Linked DNA regions of Sus scrofa: region 1 is linked to region 2. Evidence: chromatin contacts called from public Hi-C data. All regions are on one chromosome and are shown on one strand. Each heading gives the region's core, a stretch centred on a gene start, on an enhancer-like site or on the middle of the called end of the contact. The rest is flanking DNA. Distances are from core to core; before and after follow the strand shown. Region 1 overlaps MACF1 (microtubule-actin cross-linking factor 1). Region 2 overlaps MACF1 (microtubule-actin cross-linking factor 1).

Region 1 (6,485 bases), core at 2,822-5,321, 51 kb before region 2:
GTGCACAGCAGTTGGGTACAGGAAAGCTGTCTGAGAAGTAGTTTTGTTTAGCTAAAGTGATTCAGTAGTAATCCAGACTTGAAAAGGATTTGCCTATTTAGTGGGGAACAACAGGAAGGCTTTGTGACCACGTGAACACTACCAAGATGCCATTCTTCTTGGCTATGATGAGTGCTGCATACAAACCAAGCTACCAAGGTGCTTGCTACAGACTGAATGTTCATGTCCCCTCAAAATTCACATATTGAGCCCTAAGCCTGATGGGATGGTATCTGGAGGTGGGGCCTTTGGGAGATAATTAGCTTTAGATGAGGTCATGAGAGTGGAGCCCCCATAATGGGATTAATGCCCTTATAAAAAGATGAAGAGACACAAGATCTCTTTCTCTGCGTGCCACCCCCAGGGAAGGTCGTGTGAGGACACAGCAGGAAGATGGCCCTGACCAAGAGGCCAATCATGCTGGCCCCCTGATCTCAGACTTCCAGTCTCCAGAACTGTGAGCAATGGATGGTTGTTGTTTAAGCAGCCCAGCCTATGGTGCTTCATTTCAGCAGCCCAAACTGACTAAGACAGTGCTACAATTAACGAGGCTTATTTAGGGTCATTAGGGACCAGGAAAAGTCTACATCAAAGCAGGATTATAAGCTTTCACTCCACTCTTCAAGAGCATCAAAACCAACATCTCTTCCCATCCCTTATATTCTGAGTCCCTAAAGAGCCAGTTTTGACTCAGTTGAGCAGACTGCTAATAACCAGACTGCCAATGACAGGGCCAAAGTACAAACAACTGAGGGAAAAAAAAAATCCCATTTCATCATGCAAATGATGAGGAAGTTCTGGGTTTACACCACAACAGTTCTGTCTCCAGGCCAATCCTAATCTTCCTTTCCAGCTCCCACTCTGACCCTCAATCACATTCAAATACAGAGAAGGAAGGCTCAGGGTGCGGGAGGAAGGCAGAGCAGCCTCTAGTTCTTTCCAGGCCACGTCCAAACCAAGCAACAGGGACCCCAAACTGCGCAGGCCCTACCTGGAAGTGCAAAATAATGGTCCAGATCAGGCCCAGGGTCAGCTTGGGGTTGCCATCTGTGATGTCATCATTGCGAATATTCACTAGTTTCACCTGAAAAAGAAACACAAGCTGGTATCTCAGAACTCTGTGACTTTTTGTTTTGATTTCATTGTTACAGATTTTCATTACTTACATGCAGTTAAATGGGTTTTTGGGGGTGTGCAGTTCTGACACATGAATAGATCTGTGTAACTACCACCACAATCAGGAGAACAGAAAAGGCACATCAGCCCAAAAAGGTGACTTTGTACTGCCCCTTTGTAGTCAAACCCTGCCCCTTCCCACTAAATCCTGGCAACCACTGATCTGTTTCCAGTTTTGTTTTTTCCAGAATGTCATATAAATGGAATCACACAGTATGTGATCTTTTGATACCGGCTTTTTTTCACTCAGTATGACTGTGAGATACCCATCCAAGTTACCGCATGTAGCAATAGTTTGCTCCTTTTCGTTGTGGAGGAGTATTCTATTATACCCACACATTACACTGTAGTTACCCACCCATCTACTGAAGGACATTTGGGTTGCTGCCAGTTTGGGGCAATTATGAATAAAGCTCCCATATTCACGTACAGTTTCTTGTGTGAGCATATGTTTTCATTTCTCTATGGCAAATTCCTAAGAGTGGGATTGCTGGGTCATATGGCATATGTTTAGCTTTATAATAAACTGCCAAACAATTTTCCAGCATGATCACACCATTTTGCAATCCCACCAGCAAAGCAACCTTGCAGGCACATAGTATTGTGAGTTGCTTTTCAATTAAGTCATCACAACCCTGACTTCTTTTTTTTTCCCCCTCCAAGGTTAAGAGAGAGACCTTCGCCTTGTCCCTCACTGATCTCTGGCCTGCTCCCACCTCTGTTTGTGCTCCTTTGTCGCAGACATCCCCACCTGCCCAGGCCTTCCACAGCATCTCCTTTACTAATAAAATCTCATTCCAACAACATGATGTACAGAGACACACAGGACCTCCCCCTACTAGATGAGCAACCATCCCTGTGTGCTAGAAACGGAGGGGTTTCCTGAGATGTGGGCCTTTCAGGGCTAAAACCAAGAGTGTCCTAGGAAAACCAGCCTGTTTCCACCTCCACTCCTGTGAGCCTCTGTGGTACCCTCCCAGAGTTCTTGGTCAAGTGTGGCAAGCTGTCCTTAAGCTATCCTCCTTTTTTTTTTTTTTTTTTTTTTTTTTGTCTTTTTGCCATTTTCTTGGGCCCCTCCCGCGGCATATGGAGGTTCCCAGGGTAGGGGTCTAATCGGAACTGTAGCCACCGGCCTACGCCAGAGCCACAGCAACGCGGGATCTGAGCCGCGTCTGCAACCTACACCACAGCTCATGGCAATGCCGGATCGTTAACCCACTGAGCAAGGGCAGGGACCGAACCCGCAACCTCATGGTTCCTAGTCGGATTCGTTAACCACTGTGCCACGACGGGAACTCCGAGCTATCCTCCTTTTAACTCTTCAACTGAACTGAAATCTTCATGTACTAAAGAATCCTAACAACCTCAAACAGACACCTCACTTCTCCCTTACACTACGGGGACCAGTGCTGTAGCCTGAATGCCTGTGTCTCTCCAAAATTCATGTTAAATCCTAACACCTATCTGAAGGTAAGTGGAGGTGGGACCTTTTGGGGGTGATTAGTTGTTGAAGGATGGGATTTGTATCTTTATAATTGAGACCCGGGAGTGCCCGTCGTGGCGCAGTGGTTAACGAATCCAACTAGGAACCATGAGGTTACGGGTTCGATCCCTGTCCTTGCTCAGTGGGTTAAAGATCCGGCGTTGCCGTGAGCTGTGGTATAGGTCACAGACGCGGCTTGGATCCCTCGTTGCTGTGGCTCTGGTGTAGGCCGGTGGCTACAGCTCCGATTTGACCCCTAGCCTGGGAACCTCCATATGCTGCACAGGAGAGGCCCTAGAAAAAAAAAAAAAAAAAAAAAAGGCAAAAAGACAAAAAATAAAAAATAAAATATAATTGAGACCTGGAAAGCTCCCTTAACCTTTCCATCATGTGAGGATACAGCTAAAAGGTACCTGAACCAGAACCTCACCAGACACTAAATCTGCCTCAATCATTTTTGTTTTCTGTTTTTTTTGTTGTTGTTGTTTATTTGGCCACCCCTGGCATATGAAGTTCCTGGGCCAGGGATCAGATCCGAGCCACAGTCGGGACCTAAACCAAAGTTGCAACAACGCTGGATCTTTAATCCACTGTGCCTGGCTGGGGATCAAACCTGTGTCCCAATGCTTGCAACACGCCACCGATCCCATTGAGCCACAGCAGGAACTCCAATCATTTCTGGGGTTTTTGTTTTTTGTTTTTTCTTTTTTTAGGGCCACGCCCATGGCACATGGAGATTTCCAGGCTAGGGATCAAATCAGAGCTGTACCCTCAAGCCTACGCCAGGGCCACAGCAAAGCAGGATCTGAGCTGTGTCTGTGACCTACACCACAGCTCACGGCAACGCCGGGTCCTTAACCCACTGAGCAAGGCCAGGGATCGAACCCACATCCTCATGGATACTAGTGATTCATTTCTGCTGAGCCACAATGGGAGCTCCCATTTCTGTTTTCTATAAGTCACCTGGGCTGTGATATTTTGTCACAGCATCCTGAATGGCTAAGAACCGGGCAAGTCCCTGCCCTCTTTTGTATGTCAGTCTATTGTGTACACTGGCAGTGGGAGATGCTGCCTTCTGGTCTCCGTGCAGGCTCGCTAATCACTAATGGCACAGACCTGGGAGCGAGCAATCTCAGCCAAGCCCGCCGTCAGTCCCACCTCTGAAAACAGCTTTTCCCTTGTGTTGTAAAGCCAGCCTTCCTTGCCCAAGCCACCCTCCAAACTCTGCCAACCATTCCCTGGTGACTTCATACCTAACCCCTCCCTTTGCTACCTCATCTTCTACGGGCTTTCTTGGCAATTTCAGCACTCATCCTGATGATCCAACTATCACCCCATCTGTATAATTTGTCTGCCTTCCAGAATCTGATGGCTTTCACTTTCACTCTGCTTTAGACACCCACACAGCCACACACTGGACCTCACCATTGCCATGAGCAGCTCCAGAGTTCTCTCTGCCCTTCTCTGTGCCCACTGTTCTTAACTGCTCACATTTTTATTCTATCCTAGTAACCAATCTATCTCTATTGTTATTTTGATTTCTAGCTAATCAATTCTTCTCAGTTCACCTTGCCCATTAAGGCTCTCTGCTTTCCTCTAACTCTACACACAGAGATTTCAATGCTTCTTCCTCTAATACTCTAAACACTTTGGCCTCCAATTCTCCTACCACTTTTCATTTCTCAATTTATTTCAACAAATGTAATTAAGTACCGATTATGGACCATTCATTATGACAGGTGATGAAAAGAAAAGTGTTAAGTAAGATCACATTTCCTGTCCTCATGGGACTTATGATGCATTGGAGCAAACAGAGAAATAACAACAAAAGTAACAAGTATTATATATAAGCAAACTGCTTTGGGAGCACAAAAAAAGAGAATTTCCCAAGTTAGTGAGAATTACTGATAAGAGCGACAAAAATGAACTAACTCCAAAACTATGCATACCATTCCATGTCATTTTGACCGGTGCTGTTGCCTGGCAACTAGAACTGTACCACATCTTTTCCATACAGCTCTCTAAGCAAATGAACTCTGACCCCCTCATCCATCTTCCTCTCTACCACAAACTCTCTCTGTATCTTTAACCCTCTTTCCATCCCCCTCCCGGGATCTAAGAGGCATTTTTCTTTTCTTTTTCCAAAGAAACTACACAGGCCGTGCTCTGGGTCTCAGCCCTCACTGGACCTGGTTCCATCAACTAGGAATCAGTAGGGGGAAGGAAGGTGTGTGGGAAGCAGCATGGAAGGAGCATTGCACAAATGTGAGGGCACCTGGTTCGTGGAAGTCTCAGCTTCGATGTGATTCGGGGCAGGTCATTTCTGGGTTTCCTTCACATGAAATGTGAAGGCTGGACCAGCCATCTCTAAGGCGTCTTCCAGGGCAAACGCACTCTGACTCAAGCTCCTCCTCACTCCCATTCTCAGCTTTCCCCTCTTCACTGGCTTCTCCTCCCATGTCTAAAAATGAGTTGCCTTCCTTTCTCATCTAGAGAGGAAAACATCTTTACTATGTTCTAAATACTCTTCTGCTCCATGGGGACTGTTCTCTTAAGTCACAGCTGAGACCTTCCCCTCGGCCCTGACGTGTCACTTAACCCTGACCATCCCCTCACCCAGTTCTCACGATGATGAGCACTGGTTTTCCCTCTTCCTGGAAGACGTTCCTTTTCCCCACCTCCTGGGCTGGTTTATTTTGCCTCTTCCCTTGGACCTCCACCTGAGGTGAGTCACTCTTCTGCATCTTCTCTTCTCTTCTCTAGGGCTCCCCCTCTCGGGCCACAAGCTCCATGTGAGGATTTCTAAATGATCTGTCCACAACACAACTGCTCACTAGCAATCAAGACTCAGAACTGACTGTCAGCCAGATTTACCAAGGACTCACCAGGGGCGCTGAGACCATCCCTAAATAGGGACCCGAAGCCAACATTCCCTGGCAGAATGGGGAACACACAGGACACCCTTACCTGTCGCTGCTTTAGGAAGTCCAGGGCAATCTGCACGTTCTGCAGCCTGTGAAATCGCATCCTGCCCTTCTCCCGGGGCTGTAAACAAACACAACGAAAGGGATGTTAATTGCAGCCATACCAGTTTACAAACCCCTTTCCTCTTTCTTTTCCAGGACTAAGAGACTACAAAGATTTCCTCTTGGTTGAAGCCAGGTGTGGGAGCATGACATAAAGCACCCCTTAAGGGCAGGGCCTGTGTGTGTTTTCACCATGCTTGTCGAGGCCCCACCAGGATCCCCGTGAACACACAGCACCTTTGGCTACAACACTGAATTAGTGCCACAGTGTCTCTACAGGTGCTTCTGCATCCATACATGGCTTGATTCTGCATGTGAGGTTCATGGGGATGAAGACTTGGCTCTCTGACTCCCAGAATCACAGGTAAATGCTACTGTAAGGGAAGGGTAGAAAGTCCTAAATTCATATTGCATAGGAATGGACAGAGCCAACCTTACTATAAACCTAGCAAAAGAAGCTCGAGGTAGCTGATTTTAAAATAGGGAAGGAGGAGTTACACATGCTCAATAAGCAAGTGAAAAGATCTAAAATTGGAGGCAGAAACCAGCAAGAAACCTATTTTCTAGGAAGACAGGTGTCAATGTAAGAAAGCTACCCTTTACCCCAGTATGAAATACCCAAAGCAGACAAGACCTTCACAGTGTGGGGCTATTCGACATAGTACTCCGAAGAAAGGTATTTCCTCTAGTCGCTCGCCCTTGGATATCATACAAGACATGGGGAAGGTCCACCTCCACCCAGGGCCTCCAGTGGCCCCTGC
Region 2 (6,630 bases), core at 858-3,357:
CCCATATATGGGGGTTGCTTCTGAATTTTGCCAAGGTTGTTATTTTTATCCAGAAATATCTGTCATTCCAAATGAATGCACATTGAAGGAGAGTTAGCATCTTACTCATATCCCATCTAAACACATTTTTAAAGGCTTTTCCAAATAAAACCAAAACAAAAAAATGGTCTCGATGGGAAATGTCTTTTAGTGTGGTCTGGCTAAGAAATACATGATCAACTTCAGTTTTCCAGAAACACCCTGAATACAAGAACAGAGAATGGGCCCACAGCTGACAGAAGGGTCAGGAGCTCAACAACAAGGTGTGCAGGCAGGCCTGAGAATGCCGACCGCAAAATTCAAGGCTCAGAGGAAGAGTCCAGCCAAGATAAGAGTAGGTAAGAGAGGCCAACTTAAACTATTTACCCATGGAAACCAAGCTTTACACACAAACAAAGAGCTAATTTTAGATCTCTGGGAGACCGTTTTCCAGATCCTGGCAGTAGCTCTAAATGAAAGAGGTGGAACTTGTCCCCTGAAGACACAGACAGACTTGTCAGCTTCTTTCCACTTGTAGACCCTTGGAGCCTGCTCTGAACCCTAATTCAACACAAGAATCATTTTAATTCATCTCAGGAGAGTCTACCATCAAGCTCTGCTTACCTTCTAAGAAAACCTTCTGTTCTCATGACCCTTTACCAGGGTCCAAGGACCAAAGTCAAACACAACGTGCCTGATAGGATTTCTCCTGGTCATAGCACTTCATAATTATGTGACCCTATGGAAGCCACTTAATGTTTCTAAACTTTGGGTTCCTAACATATACAATATGTATATAAATACCTGTTTCTTAGCATTAAGACTAAATAAGGAATATATTTAAAATATGTAGGGAGTTCCCATCATGGCTCAGCAGTTAATGAACCCAACTAGTATCCATGAGGACACAGGTTCGATCCCTGGCCTCACTCAGTGGGTTAAGGATCCCACATTGCCATGAGCTGTGGTGTAGGTTACAGACACTGCTTGGATCCCCCATTGCTGTAGCTCTGGTGTAGCCCAGCAGCTACAGCTCAGATTGGACCCCTAGCCTGGGAACCTCCATATGCTGTGGGTGCAGCCCTAAAAAAAATAATAATAAAATTAAAAAAAATAAACTATGTAGTACACATCATCTTAGTAAACAGTTTTCTTCCTCAGTCTCATTTTCCTTAAAAATTGCTCCTCAAATCTTACTCATAAACAAATTCCATCTCAGCCTTGGGGATTTTTTTGTTTTCTCTCTCTCTCTTTTTTTTTTTTTTTTTTGCTTTTTAGAGCTGTATCCACAGCACATGGAAGTTCCCAGGCTAGGCTAGGGGTCCAATCGGAGCTATAGCTGCCGGCCTACACCACAACCGCAGCCACAGCAGTGCGGGATCTGAGCCTCGACCTACACCACAGCTCATGGCAACGCCAGATCCTTAACCCACTGAGCAAGGCCAGGGATCGAACCCGAATCCTCATGGATCCTAGTCGGGTTTGTTAACTGCTGAGCCACAAAGGGAACTCCCAAGCCTTGGTTTCTTGATTCACCCTGCATTTTCAGTAACCTGCTCTTCACATACTCAGTAGATCCAAAGTTCTTAATACAAGTTCTTATCTTTTGTTTCTGTTCTAATATATTAAAAAAAATAGATAGTATTCAATGCACAAAGGTTCACAATAAAGACAAGGGATCTGATTGGTCTATCGGGATTAGTGACAGTTTTCCTCACTTAGAGTTTAATACCCCAGTGACCCCTACTGGACAAAGATAGATGCAGAAGACTGAATGTTACAACCAAGACAAAGAGATTCTGTGCTTTATTGTGGTGAAATGCTCACACACAGAACTTTATTATATAAGCTTGCCTCAAACCCCTTAGACACCAATGGCACAGAAGACAACAATGCTAAGTCTGGTCACCTCATTCCTTTCACAGGAAGTATCATCACCACAAACTGGTTGCCCCAACAGGATGCCCAGTATTCACAGCTTTGTGATGAGTCCTTATAGAGAAAAGAGCAGGCAGGGAAGGGATAGTCACTGGCACACAGCCTCTACCCTCCACCACTCTGCAATTTTTCCATTCCCTGAGCTGACTCACTCTCAGCTCAGACCAGACGTCCCACCAGCAGTCAGGGCCACTGTGTGTGCCTGGTGAGTAATGCACCCTCCCAACTGCCTCTGACTTAATGAGTAATAAAAGGAAATCTGGGTAGCAGTTTCAATGGAAGAGAACACACACCCCATCCTGGAAACAGACAGTTCCTCTCACCCCCCTGCAGGGACTCTGACTGAATTCCCTCCAACGGCAGCCAGGTGGCAATGAAGGAACAGGCAAAGGCAGACACACCAATGAGTACATAGTAAATCCTTACTCTCTAAAATCTGGGGACCGCAGTTTCTATTCTGGATAAAACCAAAAGTATAGGCATGATGCAGAGCCCAATCCAGCCTACTGGTCACCACAGACTGCTTCTCTAGCAACAGCTCTGCCCAATGGAGACCGCAAGCCAGCCCCCGTATCAGGTCATCTGCTATCATGCAGCTTTATATCGTGAGGCAAAGTACTGATGAAAACCAAATCTCAGAGGAAGAGGCACCTCTTAAGTACCTGCCCATCCACCCTCAAGTGCCCAAAGTAGGGAGTGAGGAATAGGACAGTACTGGCTTTTCTGATTAGCGACCAGCACACTTCATATTCAACAACTTCTAAACAGACAATAGTTATAGTTCAGCTTTCTCCTAAAGATAATCCTGAGCTTCTAACCTCTCAGACATGATGAATCTATGGAACTGTCTTAAACATGCTGGAAATGAAAGGTGCCCTCTGGTTAACTGTGGATTAACCAGAATATTTAATTAAGCATATATTGGATTTTATCACTGCATTTAGCAGTGTGAGAGCTAGACAATGAGGTTAAAGTTCCAGTTCTGCCCCTAGCTTATTATATGACTCTAGCATCATTTAATCACACTGGATTGGTTTGTTTATTCATAAAATGAGTTAACATTCTAGATCTCTAAATTCTTTTCCAGCTACAAAATTCCATAGTTCTGTGAAATATCTAATGCCTAGATTCTACATTAATTGCTGTCAACAACAAACAATTTACAAACCAGTCCCATACTATCCTCTAAGTGATCACAGCTAACTAGGGAAGTGGTATATGTATAAGTAATTATAGCATAAGGCAGTGTATGGTTTGGGAGACATAAAAGCTGGACCTGGAAGAATATGCAGGATTCAACCGTCAGAAGTGAGACAAGTAGACACGCTAGGAGGAGAGATGGCACAGGAAGAAAATGGAAAAAAGAAAAGTAGAAGAGTACAAGTAAAGCTAGAGCACAGGGTTTGTGTATTTGAGAGAGAGAGGGAGAAGTTAGGAAGAGTCACTTCTGTTCACCTCAGGTCAAGCACGCAGACTTAAAACATGCACACCATCTCCATTCCTTTCTGAAACCTCAAAAAAAGGATCGTAAACGAATAAAAATGGCACAAAACCACAGGGGAAAAAAAGAATGAAAATATCAACAGACATGTGATAAAATGGAGAGTGGAAAGGTAAATGGTCACTAATTTAAATTTCAGCTTTTTCTTTCTGCTAAGTGCCTGTGGGGGCCTGGGGTCCAGGTAACCGGTGCTAACAAGGACTCCAGAAAGGCTTAGAAACCAGAAGGCTTGCGGGAGGGGAGGCAGAGCTGCAGGCTGAGGCAGAACACAAGCTGGCTGAAGGTCTTCAGGCCAGCCTGAGGTCACCAGTGAGGTGCCTCACTGGAAACAGGAGTATGAAGTGAAGTCTGACAGAATGAATAACAAGACTCTCGCCTTGCTCTGTTGCCCTGCTTGGCATCCCCAGATCTCTGGCTGCCAGGCTAATGAGCCCCAGATAGGAGACAGGTCAGTTGGCAACAAACCCCACCAGCCAGCTTTTTAGGCTTCCAATCAGCTTTTTTAGGGGCTAACTCTTAATCATGAAGATCACCCAGAAATATCAGATATGAGAGAATCTCTAACATGAAAGAAAGAAACTAAACGAACAAACAGAAGGATCTTGAAACAAAGAGAGACGATACTGGAAGCAGAGGACAAAATTAAAGGGGAGTGGTAATTAATATCCTCAGAGAGCCCTAAAGGCAATATTGCTATAAAACCAGAGCAAGTATATTAAAAGGAATATTCAGAGAATAAGAGGGAAACACTTAGAAATAAAAAACACGACAGCAGTTCCTGTTGTGGCGCAGTGGTCAACAAATCCGACTAGGGACCATGAGGTTAGATCCCTGGCCTCGCTCAGTGGGTTAAGGATCCGAGGCGTTGCCGTGAGCTGTGGTGTAGGTCACAGACGCAGTTCGGATCCTGCGTTGCTGTGGTTCTGGCGTAGGCCAGTGGCTACAGCTCTGATTAGACCCCTAGCCTGGGAACCTCCATATGCCGTGGGTGCAGCCCTAGAAAAGACAAAAAAAAAAAAAAAAAAAAAAAGAAAGAAAGAAAAACAACACCCAGAAATAAAAAATATGACAGCAAAAAATAAATAATTCAAAGAAAGTTGAAAGATAGAGCTGATGGTCTCCATAAATCAGAACAAAAAAAGAGACAGAGAAAACATAGAGCAGAAGAGAAAGGACCTAAGATCAACCAATGGAGTCCAACATCCAACCAAGAGAAGTACCAGAAGGAGAAAATGCAACAGAAGAAATTATCAAAGAAGTAGTGAATGAAACGTGTGTTTGCAAATAAAGAAGACCCACAGAAAACTCAACTCAGCAAATTAAAAAAGATCCTAATCAATGCACATCATCGTAACATTTCAGAATACCGGGGATAAAAATAAAATCCTAAAAGCCATCAAAAAAACAAAACAAAACAAAACAAAAAAAACAACAGATCAGAGACAAAAGTGAGGAACCAGAATGACACTGGACTTCTCAACAGAAACACGGAAAGCCAAAAGGAGGAACACCTTCAAAATTCTGATGGAAAGTCACTTGTAACCTAGAACTCTGTATCAAAACTCTTCATCAAATGAAAAAGCAGAACTGAAACATTTTCAAATAAGAAAAGTCTCAAAAATGCTAACTCTCATGTATCCTTTCTCAAGAAGCTATTCTAGGATATATTCCAGTGAAGAGATGGCGTAAACCAAGAAAGATGACTGCATGAGATCCTGGAAACACAGCATGCAATACAGAAAGAGGGTGAAGGAATTTCCCAGGATGAGGGTAAAGCCTTACTAAAGTCTAGAACTGAAGAACAGAAAGCTCTTGGACAATATCTTCAAAGAAAATGTTGAACAAAAAGATTACGTAATATGTTCCAACATTCTGAGTGTTGTCTTATTAGAGTTCCCATAGGGAAGCATGTAGATAGGTATACAGAACAATAAACAGATATAAAATAGGACAATTATTAATTCCAGGGAAAATTTTTAAAATTTGGTCAAGAAAGTGAGTTCCCATTGTGGCACAGCAGAAACGTATCCGACTAGTAACAATGAGGTTGTGGGTTCAATCCCTGGCCTCGCTCAGTGGGTTAAGGATCCAGCATTGCCATAAGCTGTGGTGTAGGTCGCAGATGTGGCTTGGATCTGGCGTTGCTGTGGCTCTGGCGTAGGCTGGCAGCTGCAGCTCTGATTCGACCCTAGTCTGGGAACCTCCATATGCCGTGGCCTTAAAAAGATGAGGAAAAAAAAAAGAAGAAGTACAGTGGAAAACACTAAAAGAAGGAGCTAAAGGACTTGGAAGAAATTCACAGAGGTAGGGAGGGACAGAACAGGAGATTATTTTTGTTATAAGCCTTACAGTAATATTTGACCAATATTTGACCTTTTAAGATAAAAAGTATCATTTTGATAAAAGGAGTTCATGGACAGTTGGGCTGGATTATGAAAGTTATTTTTTGGTTTTTGTTTTTTGGGATTTTGTTTTTTGGGGGTTTTTTTGGCCACATTCACAGCATGCAGAAGTTCCCAGGGCAAGGACTGAACCCTCACAACAGTGACAATGTCAGATCCTTATTAACCACTAGGCCACCAAGGAACTCCTGAAAGGTCTTAAATGACAAGATGAGTTTGAATTTTATTCTACAGGTGATAATGAGCCCCTAAAAGAGTCTTTTTCCTTCTTTACCAAAAAAATCAAAGAGATGTCTGGAATCTCAGCTCTCACATGGATTCTCCTAGCATTCTGGTTAGTTGGAGTGTTAGAAGAATTCTCTCTTCTCACTACTCAACTTCATGGTTAAAGGCCTTGAGCTCCTAACCAAAGAGAGAGAGGACCCGTACATATTATGGGGTACAAAGAACATGTTCAGGTCAAGACTACTGCTTCTGCTCAGTGAGTCAGGTGGTGACTTCTCAAGCGGTGTCATCACAAATTATCCTCCTGGGGCTCCCAAATCAAACTCACCCTAGAGAACATATCCCACTGAGTTCGTTGGCACTTCAGGTTAAAAGACTCTGCTAATGATTTGTTATTTCATGGAGAGATACAGAGAGAAGTGCCACAAGGAGGGAGGAGAAATAGTGCCAATGAGGGCCCTGGGAAGCCCAGCACCTTCCTCTAAGAAACAAGTTGTGTGATTCATGTCCTCTGTACCCCATCCCAAAGATCACTTTTACTTCCAC

Evidence for each region. A called contact is a pair of places that touch in the nucleus more often than the background predicts.
Region 1: a Hi-C map of retroperitoneal adipose tissue shows a contact between it and region 2, with 3 times the contacts expected there. The contact joins two enhancer-like sites. A contact is called at or near these places in 2 of 5 promoter capture datasets (fetal liver and liver), 31 of 47 Hi-C or Micro-C datasets (adipose tissue, alveolar macrophages, blood and 15 more) and 2 of 2 datasets of contacts at active chromatin or transcription factors (alveolar macrophages and skeletal muscle).

Annotation. Positions count from the first base shown.
Region 1 is chr6:95,108,642-95,115,126 of Sscrofa11.1, reverse strand. It overlaps MACF1 (microtubule-actin cross-linking factor 1), which reads right to left. Exons shown (of 96, transcript XM_021095983.1): 5 at 5,666-5,743; 6 at 1,031-1,123. Among named protein-coding and RNA genes, the nearest start is that of KIAA0754, 140 kb to the left of the region's middle. Within about 2 kb of position 4,071, at least 13 of the 83 cell types and tissues checked have an H3K27ac peak or open chromatin away from gene starts, as enhancers often do. A contact at or near this core is called in alveolar macrophages, embryonic fibroblasts, omental adipose tissue and 1 more, where this site is marked.
Region 2 is chr6:95,055,363-95,061,992 of Sscrofa11.1, reverse strand. All of the region lies in intron 2 of MACF1 (microtubule-actin cross-linking factor 1), which reads right to left. Among named protein-coding and RNA genes, the nearest start is that of MACF1, 98 kb to the right of the region's middle. Within about 2 kb of position 2,107, at least 34 of the 83 cell types and tissues checked have an H3K27ac peak or open chromatin away from gene starts, as enhancers often do. A contact at or near this core is called in alveolar macrophages, embryonic fibroblasts, omental adipose tissue and 1 more, where this site is marked.